Regions from separate parts of the Mus musculus genome. Here region 2 is linked to region 1. The links are chromatin contacts, called in public HiChIP or PLAC-seq maps. All regions are on one chromosome and are shown on one strand. Each heading gives the region's core, a stretch centred on a gene start, on an enhancer-like site or on the middle of the called end of the contact. The rest is flanking DNA. Distances are from core to core; before and after follow the strand shown.

What was found. HiChIP or PLAC-seq counts read pairs in DNA pulled down with a chosen protein or histone mark.
Region 2: an H3K27ac HiChIP or PLAC-seq map of epiblast stem cells shows a contact between it and region 1, with 2.4 times the contacts expected there. The contact joins two enhancer-like sites.

The regions. Positions count from the first base shown.
Region 1 is chr16:87,392,302-87,397,349 of GRCm38.p6, forward strand. It overlaps Ltn1 (listerin E3 ubiquitin protein ligase 1), which reads right to left. Exons shown (of 30, transcript NM_001081068.1): 24 at 4,853-4,927; 25 at 2,221-2,407. Among named protein-coding and RNA genes, the nearest start is that of Gm25896, 24 kb to the right of the region's middle. Within about 2 kb of position 1,765, at least 31 of the 459 cell types and tissues checked have an H3K27ac peak or open chromatin away from gene starts, as enhancers often do. A contact at or near this core is called in epiblast stem cells, where this site is marked.
Region 2 is chr16:87,718,637-87,723,521 of GRCm38.p6, forward strand. Bach1 (BTB and CNC homology 1, basic leucine zipper transcription factor 1) reads left to right here. Exons shown (of 5, transcript NM_007520.2): 3 at 171-1,514; 4 at 3,766-3,972. Among named protein-coding and RNA genes, the nearest start is that of Gm32925, 18 kb to the right of the region's middle. Within about 2 kb of position 1,560, at least 19 of the 459 cell types and tissues checked have an H3K27ac peak or open chromatin away from gene starts, as enhancers often do. A contact at or near this core is called in epiblast stem cells, where this site is marked.

The sequences.
Region 1 (5,048 bases), core at 515-3,014:
AATTCCTTTACTATATATAGACTATCCATAAGTTCCATGATTCTAGAGATCCCTGACTAATACAGGGGGAAAGGAGGAATTGGGAGCAGTAGGAGAGATAAGGTTGTAATCAGAATATATTGTATGAAAAAAAAGATTTTCAATTAAAAACTGTTGCTGGGCACTGTGGTATATACCTTTAATCCCAGCATTCACAAGACAGAGGTAGACCTTGTGAGGTCCAAGCCACAGCTCCATAGTGAGACCTTGTATTTACATTTTTTTTAAAAAAATTTTTGCACAATCTTTTTGGTTTCCTGCCTATCTTTTTTTTTTTTTTTTTTTTTTTTTAAAGAATAGAATAGAGTTTATTCAGGGCATGGGGAGGAGTTGAGAGGCTAGCAGAGTCAGAGAAAGGCCGGGGTGGGGGATGGGGGGGTGGGGGGTAGGTAGAGGCCAGCCATGAGCACGTTGTGGGGGGGATGGGGAGAGAGTAGGAGCAGGAAGGGAAGAGCAAGTGAGAAGCAAGAGCGGTCCCTGCCTATGCTGAGACACAAAACCACAGTGAATGTCCATTTTCCTGATATAAGGAATATGGTCACTTTTAAGATGACAAATTTCATACATACCAAAGTCTGAATTTGATGTTAATTTTTGGACATCAATAATATTTTAGGAACAAATCTAAAAGCTCCAAAAAAGACCCTTAAAATACGCCGGGCGTGGTGGCACACACCTTTAATCCCAGCACTTGGGAGGCAGAGGCAGGCGGATTTCTGAGTTTGAGGCCAGCCTGGTCTACAAAGTGAGTTCCAAGACAGCCAGGGCTACACAGAGAAACCCTGTCTCAAAAAAAAAAAAAAAAAGACTCTTAAAATACATCAGCAAATAATAGTAGCATAAGTACTAAACTTAAGAACAGGCTTGACAAGGAATAAAATATTCTGTTTGGCAATTGGATCAATGTTGCCCCTAGTATGATCCTCCCCTAAACTACACAAATATAAGACTGTACAAACTTGGCCAGGCATGGTGGCAAGAATTTACAAACTAATATGTTTGTACTAAGGCATGGGTATAAGCAACAACATAAAGTATAGTTTAAGAATTCTGAAAAATTGGGGCTGGCGAGATGGCTCAGTGGTTAAGACTGCTCTTCCGAAAGTCCCGAGTTCAAATCCCAGCAACCACATGGTGGCTCACAACCATCTGTAACGAAATCTGATGCCCTCTTCTGGAGTATCTGAGGACAGCTACAATGCATTTACATATAATAAATAAATAAATCTTTTAAAAAAAATTCTGAAAAATTGATTGGAAAGTACATTTGAAGCAGGACATTCTCTGCTAAATACTTCTGTATTGATGTGAGAAGAAACTTGCCAAGGCTGATTAAACCAAAGTCTGACATGGGGAAAGTGTACACTTGTATTCCCAGCACTCGTGAGGCTGAGGCAGGGGGATGCATGTGTCTTGAAACAAACATGAGACCAACATGAGAGCAAGGTCATATCTTAAAATTGACACAAAGGGTTTTGTTGTTGCTGTTTATTTTTAGATGAAGTGTATTTCTCAAGAAGCAAAAGCTAGAACGGTGCATGATGGCACACACCTACACTGCTAGGAGTGGGGAGGCCGAGGCAGCAGACTTGAGTGCACGCGGGGCTGGATCACATAGCTAGGTTCTGTCTGACAAATGAGAGAAGAGTGTGGGAGCAGAGCGGGGAGGAGGGCAGAGAGGCTGAGCCGGTTCTTCCGACATGTGAAATAACAGAGACATCTAGTGGTCGATGCAGCAACTGCACAATCTATTAGATTAGGGTAGCTATTACAAAGGCTACCTGGCTGGACTAGTGTCATGATGGGGGAAATACTGCTTAGGACACTTGGTAGCCTTTCAAAGACTGTCTTCAGATCTCGGGTTTTCCGTGACATAACAACTGCATCTGTGCAGCAAGACGGTGGCTCCCAAAACAGCAGCACCTAATTATCTAAAGTCACCATCAGAACAAAGCTAAGCCATACAGAGAAAAACAATTACCAGACACATTTACACGGTCACTCCTGGGGACAGAAGCACGCATCTGACAGAGTACATGGTGTTGACAGCAGGCGTGTGAGCCTGGCTGGCCAGGCTGAGATTGGATGCAGAGCATCCCCGCTCAGACAGGAAGGAAGGTGCTTTGAGAAACACTGCAATGCAACAGCACCCCACCCTCCAACAGCCCAGAACTTATTTACCTGAGACGATGCAGCTTTGAAGAAAGTCAGTATTAACTTCCAAGTGAGGAGGTATCCCAGGACATAGCAGAAGTCCTCGCTCAGTGGCTTAACGGTCACGATCTGGCCCACAGGGACACAGCCCAGGACATTCTCCAGCAGCTCCTCCTGAGAGCTGAGGAGAGACATCAGCGCGGCCGGCGGCGACCTGGGAAACAACGTCACACAGGACCATTCACCTGTCTCGAACAAACATCTTCCCTATTTTCCAAAAACCAAAACTCCATACTGTAAAAAGATGCTACATGTCAACATCCAAATACGGCTGTAGAAAACAGCAATCCCAACTTTCCGTTATAATTAAGAGATAAGTGATTTCTGTCAAGGCAGGTTGGGGAAGGCTAAGGAACCCTTAGTAGCCCTGCACCAACCGAGGAGGAGGAGGCACCGAGCCTCACCTTACTGTCCACCCTGCTGTCTTACTTTACAGTTACAACATATCAAATAGATCACAGTTCATCGGAAGGTTAAACTCGTAGCCAAAGCGTCTGTACGCTGCAACGCTGACACTCCCGGTAACTCAGGGCCACTTGCATGTGGACTGGGGGTCTCAGAAAGTGAAGTTCTCGTTGGCCTTTCAGAACCACTCAGCACTCTAACCTGGTTCTTGCTTTTCCTTTCGTGCTACTTTCTCTGCTGGCTTTCTCCAAGCTTCTGCCATCCCATGGCCGCGCCTTCTAGTCTGACCTTCGCTATTGTCTTACAAACATCATCTGAAATCGCTTTGCATACGGCCATCCAATACCGTCATCTCACTTCTGGAATGACTCCACCTCAGCTTGCTCTTCTCTGCCACTTATGCTTCACCTCAGAGCACTATCAGCTGGTGGCACACCAGGTCCTAGCAAATGCTGTCCTACGTCCTCAGTGACTCCATCTTCACGGGCTGCACACATGCATGGATTTGCTTGCCCAGATGCACACGCATGTGGGGGCCAGGATAGGGCACTGGGTTTCTTCCTTTACCACTTTCCAGCTTATTTCCTTCAGACAAAGCCTTCTCACTCAACACTCACTGTTTAGGCTACTCTCATGGAAGCAAGCTCAGGGGACCTGGCTGTCTCCGACCCCCCTTTCCCCCAATCCAGGGTAGCAGGCACATCTGGCCATACACGGCTTTTATGTAAGTACTGGGGATTCCAACCGAGGGGCTCATGCCTCATGGCAGGGGCTCTTACCTATGGATCCAGTTCCCTAGCCCAAGAGTCCCATTGTTCCGGCCATCTCTTATCCTACTTAACTACTGTTGTAGCTTCACCTTCCAGCACAGCCTCCCCTACTCTGCACACAATAGTTCGTTTAGACACTCACTGAACATGAGAACTCCCTGTGGACTTGCAGAGTCCCGAGCACTCTGGATGCTGTGCAAAGTGCAATAGGGGACAGAAATCCTTTCTCTCAGAGCTTGCCAGACATCCAACTAAAATAATGAGTGACAAGCACTGAGCCCACCTTTTCCATGTATATCCTCAATGGTCACACCCCAGTGTCTGTGCCCAGGGTTTCTCCTGCAATGTTAATACACTATCTATCCTTTGTTTTGCCCCTGTCACACATTGTACACTTCACTCCAGAGCAGCAGCAGCAGCAGCCGTTAGAGTGCGAGCTCCTTAAGAAAAGTGTCTGGCTTATACTTGTGCCCTCAGTACGGACATGCTGTGTACAAAGCAGCCATTAACAGACATCTGAACTGCTACATTATTTCCACAGCTACCACGTAGACAAAGAGGTTTAATGAACAGCAGCATATTGAATATGATTCAGGAGTGATTAAGAGAGGAAATATGGGGATGGGGGGCTCGCTCAGCAGTTATGAGCACTGAAGCTCGATTCCCAGCGCCCACATGGCATCTCATAAGCATCTCTAACTCCAGTTCAGGGGATGTGATACACTCCTTTGGACTCTGTGGGCATCAGGCACACATGTGGTACACCATTATAAATACAGACAAAACACCCACACACCTAAAGTAATAAAATATCAAAAGAAAATCTTTTTTTTTTTTTTTTTTTTTTTGGTTTTTCGAGACAGGGTTTCTCTGTATAGCCCTGTCTGTCCTGGAACTCACTTTGTAGACCAGGCTGGCCTCGAACTTGTGATCCTCCTGCCTCTGCCTCCTTAAGCAAATCATATAAGCATGCGCCACCACTTTACATAAGCTTTGCATTTCGTTTGCCTTTTGGAACTTCCAACGGGTATGAATGCAGAATGAGTACAACTCTGAAGTCAGAGATTTTCTGCATTTCAGTTTCCTAAAGTCAGGATGCAAATTACAAGAATACAGCAGACAGAGTCATAAGGGAAGTGGCACTGGGGTGCCTGAGTGTATAAGGTACCTTCTGTACACATGTAAGGACCTGACTTGGATCCCCAGAGGGTAAAGCTGGATGTGGGAGCACACCTCTGACCCCAGCCCCATAAAGCAAGAGGTAGAGACAGGAGAGTCCCCATGGCTGGTGGGGTCACCTAGCAGGGCAAACTGTAGCAGCAAACAAGAGACCATCACAGACAAGGTGGAAAGCGGGGACCAACACCCCAAGGTGGTCCTGTAACCTGCACTCACACAAGCAAACACACACTCAAAACCCTTACAAGGCTGGTTCTTCCTCTTCATCTCCATACGACCTCAGATTGTCCTGATCATGCTGTGGCAATTCAGGCATCAGTCTGAAAAGCGAAACATCACTTTTAACACATTTATAGCCAACTGTCTACTACTGACTTGTGCTTAAAGGCCAACAAAGCACGCTTTGTGGTGAGTCTATCCTTTATGATTCCTTTCTGAAAT
Region 2 (4,885 bases), core at 310-2,809, 330 kb after region 1:
CCCCTGTGAAAAGGTCGTTCGATGTCCTAGAGGGCTATCTCTTCTAACAGAATTAAAGTGCCTATCGTTTGGTGATCTCAGATCAGTTTGCCCTTTCCTTGTTGCTCTTCTGTCTCCCCGACCAGACAGCTGCTGAGCCGTGTGTTGATTTTTATCTTGTGTATTAACAGGTAACGGTTAAAGGATTTGAACCTTTAATTCAGTTTGCCTACACTGCCAAACTCATTTTAAGTAAAGACAATGTTGACGAAGTGTGCAGGTGTGTGGAGTTTCTAAGCGTACACAATATCGAGGAATCCTGCTTCCAGTTTCTCAAGTTTAAGTTTTTGGACTCCACTTCAGAGCAGCAGGAATGCGCAAGAAAAAAATGCTTCTCCTCACACTGTCAGAAAGCAGATTTTAAATTTTCATTTTCAGAACAGAAAGATCTCGAAATCGATGAAGCAGATGAATTCTTGGAAAAGAAACGTGTTCAGACGCCTCAGTGTGACTCCCGCAGGTGTCAGGGCAGTGTAAAAGCATCCCCCCCTCTCCAGGACAGTGTCAGTCAGGCGTGCCAGTCCCTGTGCACGGACAAGGATGGAGCCCTGGCATTGCCATCTCTATGCCCCAAATACAGAAAGTTCCAGAAAGCGTTTGGAACTGACAAGATCCGAACTCTAGAATCCGGTGTCAGAGATGTCCACACTGCCTCTGTCCAGCCAAATGAGACCTCTGAACTTGAGTGTTTTGGGGGAGCGCAGGGCTGTGCAGATTTACACGTGATTTTAAAATGTGAAGGAATGAAGGCAGCCATGGAGAGTGAAGACACAGAGGGCCAGGATCCCTCCCCTCAGTGCCCTGCAGAGCAGCCCCAAGGGACACCCTTGCCTCAGGATTCTGCAGGACCTCACGGGCTCTACTCCTTGTCAGCCTTACACACATATGAGCAGTCAGGTGACGTGGCCTTTGCTGGGGTGCAGAGTAAAACCGTGAAGACAGAAAAGCCTCTGTCGAGGCCAGATGCCCAGGACGAGAAGCCATCGGAAAATCAGGATTTATATCTGAAGTCTAGCATGGGCCCTAAAGAAGACAGCAGCAGCCTTGCATCTGAGGATCGGAGTAGTGTGGAGCGAGAGGTGGCAGAGCACCTGGCCAAAGGCTTCTGGAGTGACATTTGCAGCACGGACTCGCCTTGCCAAATGCAGTTGTCGCCCACTGTGGCCAAAGACGGCCCAGAACAGGGCTACTCGCAAAGGCGATCTGAGTGTCCCTGGTTGGGTATCAGGATCAGTGAGAGCCCCGAGCCAGGCCAGCGGACTTTCACAACTCTCAGTTCCGTCAACTGCCCTTTTATCAGTACTCTGAGTTCCGAAGGCTGCTCAAGCAACTTGGAAATTGGAAACTACGATTATGTCTCGGAGCCTCAGCAGGAGCCTTGCCCGTATGCTTGTGTGATTAGCCTGGGAGATGACTCTGAGACGGACACGGAAGGTGACAGCGAGTCCTGTTCTGCCAGGGAGCAGGACTGTGAGGTAAGTGGACGTGTGCGCTCACTGTTCACACAGCCCGTTCATGGGAGATGCAGGGGGTTGGGGGAGCGAGGGAGGAAGGGAGAGACCATGTGATAAGCTCCGGCTGGGTGAGATGGAGTGTGTGCATGCATCACACATTGCTGTGTGTATTAATCATGGGGGAGAACACAACATAGGCTTGAGTAACTTGTAATCACATGTTCCAGTAGGGAGAAGGGACAGCAAGCTTTTCATCTGTGGTTAATGGTAACTTTTAAAGGAGACTGTCATTTAGTCTGTAGTGCCTGTAGCCCCCAGGTTATCAAACCTGAGCCCAGTCTGATATGTGAGCCGTGGCTGGCTGTGAATAGCTGCATGATTGTGGTGTGCAGGAAAGCTTTCTCAGAATTAATTTTCAAAGCTATTGATTTTATTTATTGTTTTGGTTTTCTTTAGCCATTTTAAGTATTTGTTTAATAGATATCTTAATAATTTAGCATGAGTTACTTGTGGCTACTGACTTATATTAACCACAGCAAGCTTGCTCTGTGCATTCAGTGTGTAGAGGTTTGTACAAATGCTTGCTTCCTGTAAGATGATTCAGTAGAGAGTAGGGATCCGTGTCTTAGAAATAAGGATTCTTTCGTTTTCAAGTCAGTTTTCTTTTTACAGTGGCCATTCTCACTTTGCTTCTCTAATTTTCAGCCATACTCTTTGTCCTTTTTATGTGTGTTTTACTTGCCTTTTTTTTTTTTTTTTTTTTTTTTTTTTTAGTGTCCTAAGTGCACTGTATTAGTGGCGTTGTATTCGCGTGGTGCATCTCTATAACTTGCTTTTGTAATTCAAACTCTAAGAACACCCGTGCCCCACCCCACCTCCCTCTTCTGTCGCTGTTGGTTTGACCGTTTTAGTTATCACCTGTAATGGGTAAGATAATGTAGGGTTCACCCCGTGGAATTTGGTTGATTTTTTTGGCCCGGTGGAATGCTCTTCAGACCGCAGCTTTCCTTTTCCGTAAGGCTGACCTGAGTTCCACAGAGTGCGCATGCGCCACCTCTCCTTCACGCTCTCAGCCGTGCCAGGCTCAGGCTGTCTCTGCCTGGGCTGCTGTGGATGTGAGCGCCGCAGTGCGTGTAGAAAGGCAAACACCACTTTGAGGTCTGAATTCAAACCTCAGAGGTACCTGGGGGTAGGAGTCCTTGCTACGTACGTGGCACGCACTTTAATCTTCCTGAAAACTCGATGCTGGTTTTCATCGCATCGGCGCTGCTTCCTGCCATCCCTGTATCAGGACCTATTTTTCCACGACCCGTTCTTCACCACTGTCTTTGCTTTGTAGCAATTTTACAGCGTAAGACAGAGGAGGCTGCCTTTTCTGGAAGGAGATGGAGTGTAAGGCCCCAGGGTTCAGTTACTGGAACCACCAAAACAGACCGACCCAAAAATACTCTAGGAAAAAAATCCTCCTTTTTTGTTCTAATAGTTTCTCCATTGGCAAGTGAGATGTATTGCTTTTTAAATAAGCCATATGAAATTAAATTTTTGTCAGAACGGAAATTTCTTAACATGCTATAGAAATGATTAGCCCACTTAATACCAACAAGTATTGTGTAGTGCCTTTGTGTGGTAATTAATATTCAATAAAATGGAATTTATTTGGGGAAATAAGGAGCACATGTTAAAAACTCTTTAGGCAGAAACTTAAAGAAGTTGTTAATTAGTAACTTCTTTAAGCTACTAGTAAAGTACTAACATACACTGGTAAGGTAACTTCCTTTTGAATGCAGTGCTGTTTGGCTGGTGTGTCTGGTTTGCTGATGTGTGTGACTGTTGAACTCTCTCCCAGGCCCGGAGCGTCAGGTGGGCTGTTAGGTCTTATTGGGGTGGATTATGTAGAAACTGAAGAGCAGAGACCTATTTGTTAAGGATTTGTTTTACTTAGGTGCATATGTGTGTCCTTGTGTGGGTATGTGCACGTGTGTGCTGGTGCCCACATAGAGCAGAGGTGTTGGATCCCTGGAGCTGAGGTCACAGTCAGTTGTGAGCTGCTTAACACGGGGTCTAGACACAGAACTCAGCTCTCCTGCAGGGCTGTAGCACCAGGAACTTCTGAACTGTTCCTCCAACCTAAGGTCTGTGTCTTTTGTAATGTGCTAAAGTGTCTAAAAAAATGTAACAGGTGACTTCCCGTGTCACTGACGTAGTCAGTCTTCATTGATCTTTATCCACTAATGTCTTCACTGATGTTCATAATGTGTATTTCACATTCTAGGTGAAGCTGCCATTCAATGCCCAACGGATAATTTCGCTCTCACGAAATGATTTCCAATCCTTGTTGAAAATGCACAAACTGACCCCAGAGCAGCTCGACTGTATCCATGACATCCGCAGAAGGAGTAAGAACAGAATCGCCGCGCAACGCTGTCGCAAGAGGAAACTTGACTGTATCCAGAACCTTGAGTCGGAAATCGAGAAGCTGGTAAGTGTGTGGCTGTCTCGGGTTGCTAAAGCCCAGACCTTTCTGTTTGTAGAATAAAGAGTTACTTAAGTTCCAAGGTAAGATTCAGAGTTCAAATACCATTTAAGAGAAACTAGGAGATGTTCAGGAAGATTAGAAGATCTAAAATAGGGTCTCCATTAATTCTTTTGATTTGTATGCATTCTACATTTTTAGCATATACTAAAAATGTGTGGGTGGGGAAGTATTTCTGGATTTTTTTTTGAGTTTTCAATTTAATGGCTGTTCTAATTCTTAGTGGTTGAATAAAGATTAAAGTAATTATATAATACTTTATGATGTTTGATTCCTGTAAGAGCTATTTTCCAGTTGAGTAGAACTGCAGACCTGAATTACCTGTTCTGGTACCAAGACCAAGCAGATGAACCAGGCTCTGTCTGCCAAGGGAGAAGTCTGATGTGATGTGATATGGTTAGAGTAGAAACCTCCGCTGCCGCCGTGTCATCCTCAGTGCACGGAGTGATTGCCTATTGGACCTGTCTCTTCCAGCTTCAAAGCATAAGCTCATTGCAAGATTATTAATTTGCCCACATTTGTGGGAGAGGACAATGATGTACGTGTAGGCCAGCTGAAGGTCACATAAGGGCCAGGTGACAGGGCTGCAGCAGCCGGAGACAGTAGAGTGAGTCCTCAGATACTCGGTTTTGTGTCTTTGCTCATCAAGGGTGAAAGTTGAAAGTTGTGCTTATAACTGGGTCTTCAAGCGTGAACATTGTAGTTCTGAGCGAGACTAGCAACAGCAAGATGTAAAAGATCTTTTTATGGTTTTAAGAGTGGTTGAAACATAAAATTTTTATTGTGTTGTGTATAGTGTGCACATACTTAGGGGAACGGTACAGAAAGATGAAGGAGAACTCAGGTGAGACCTCAGACT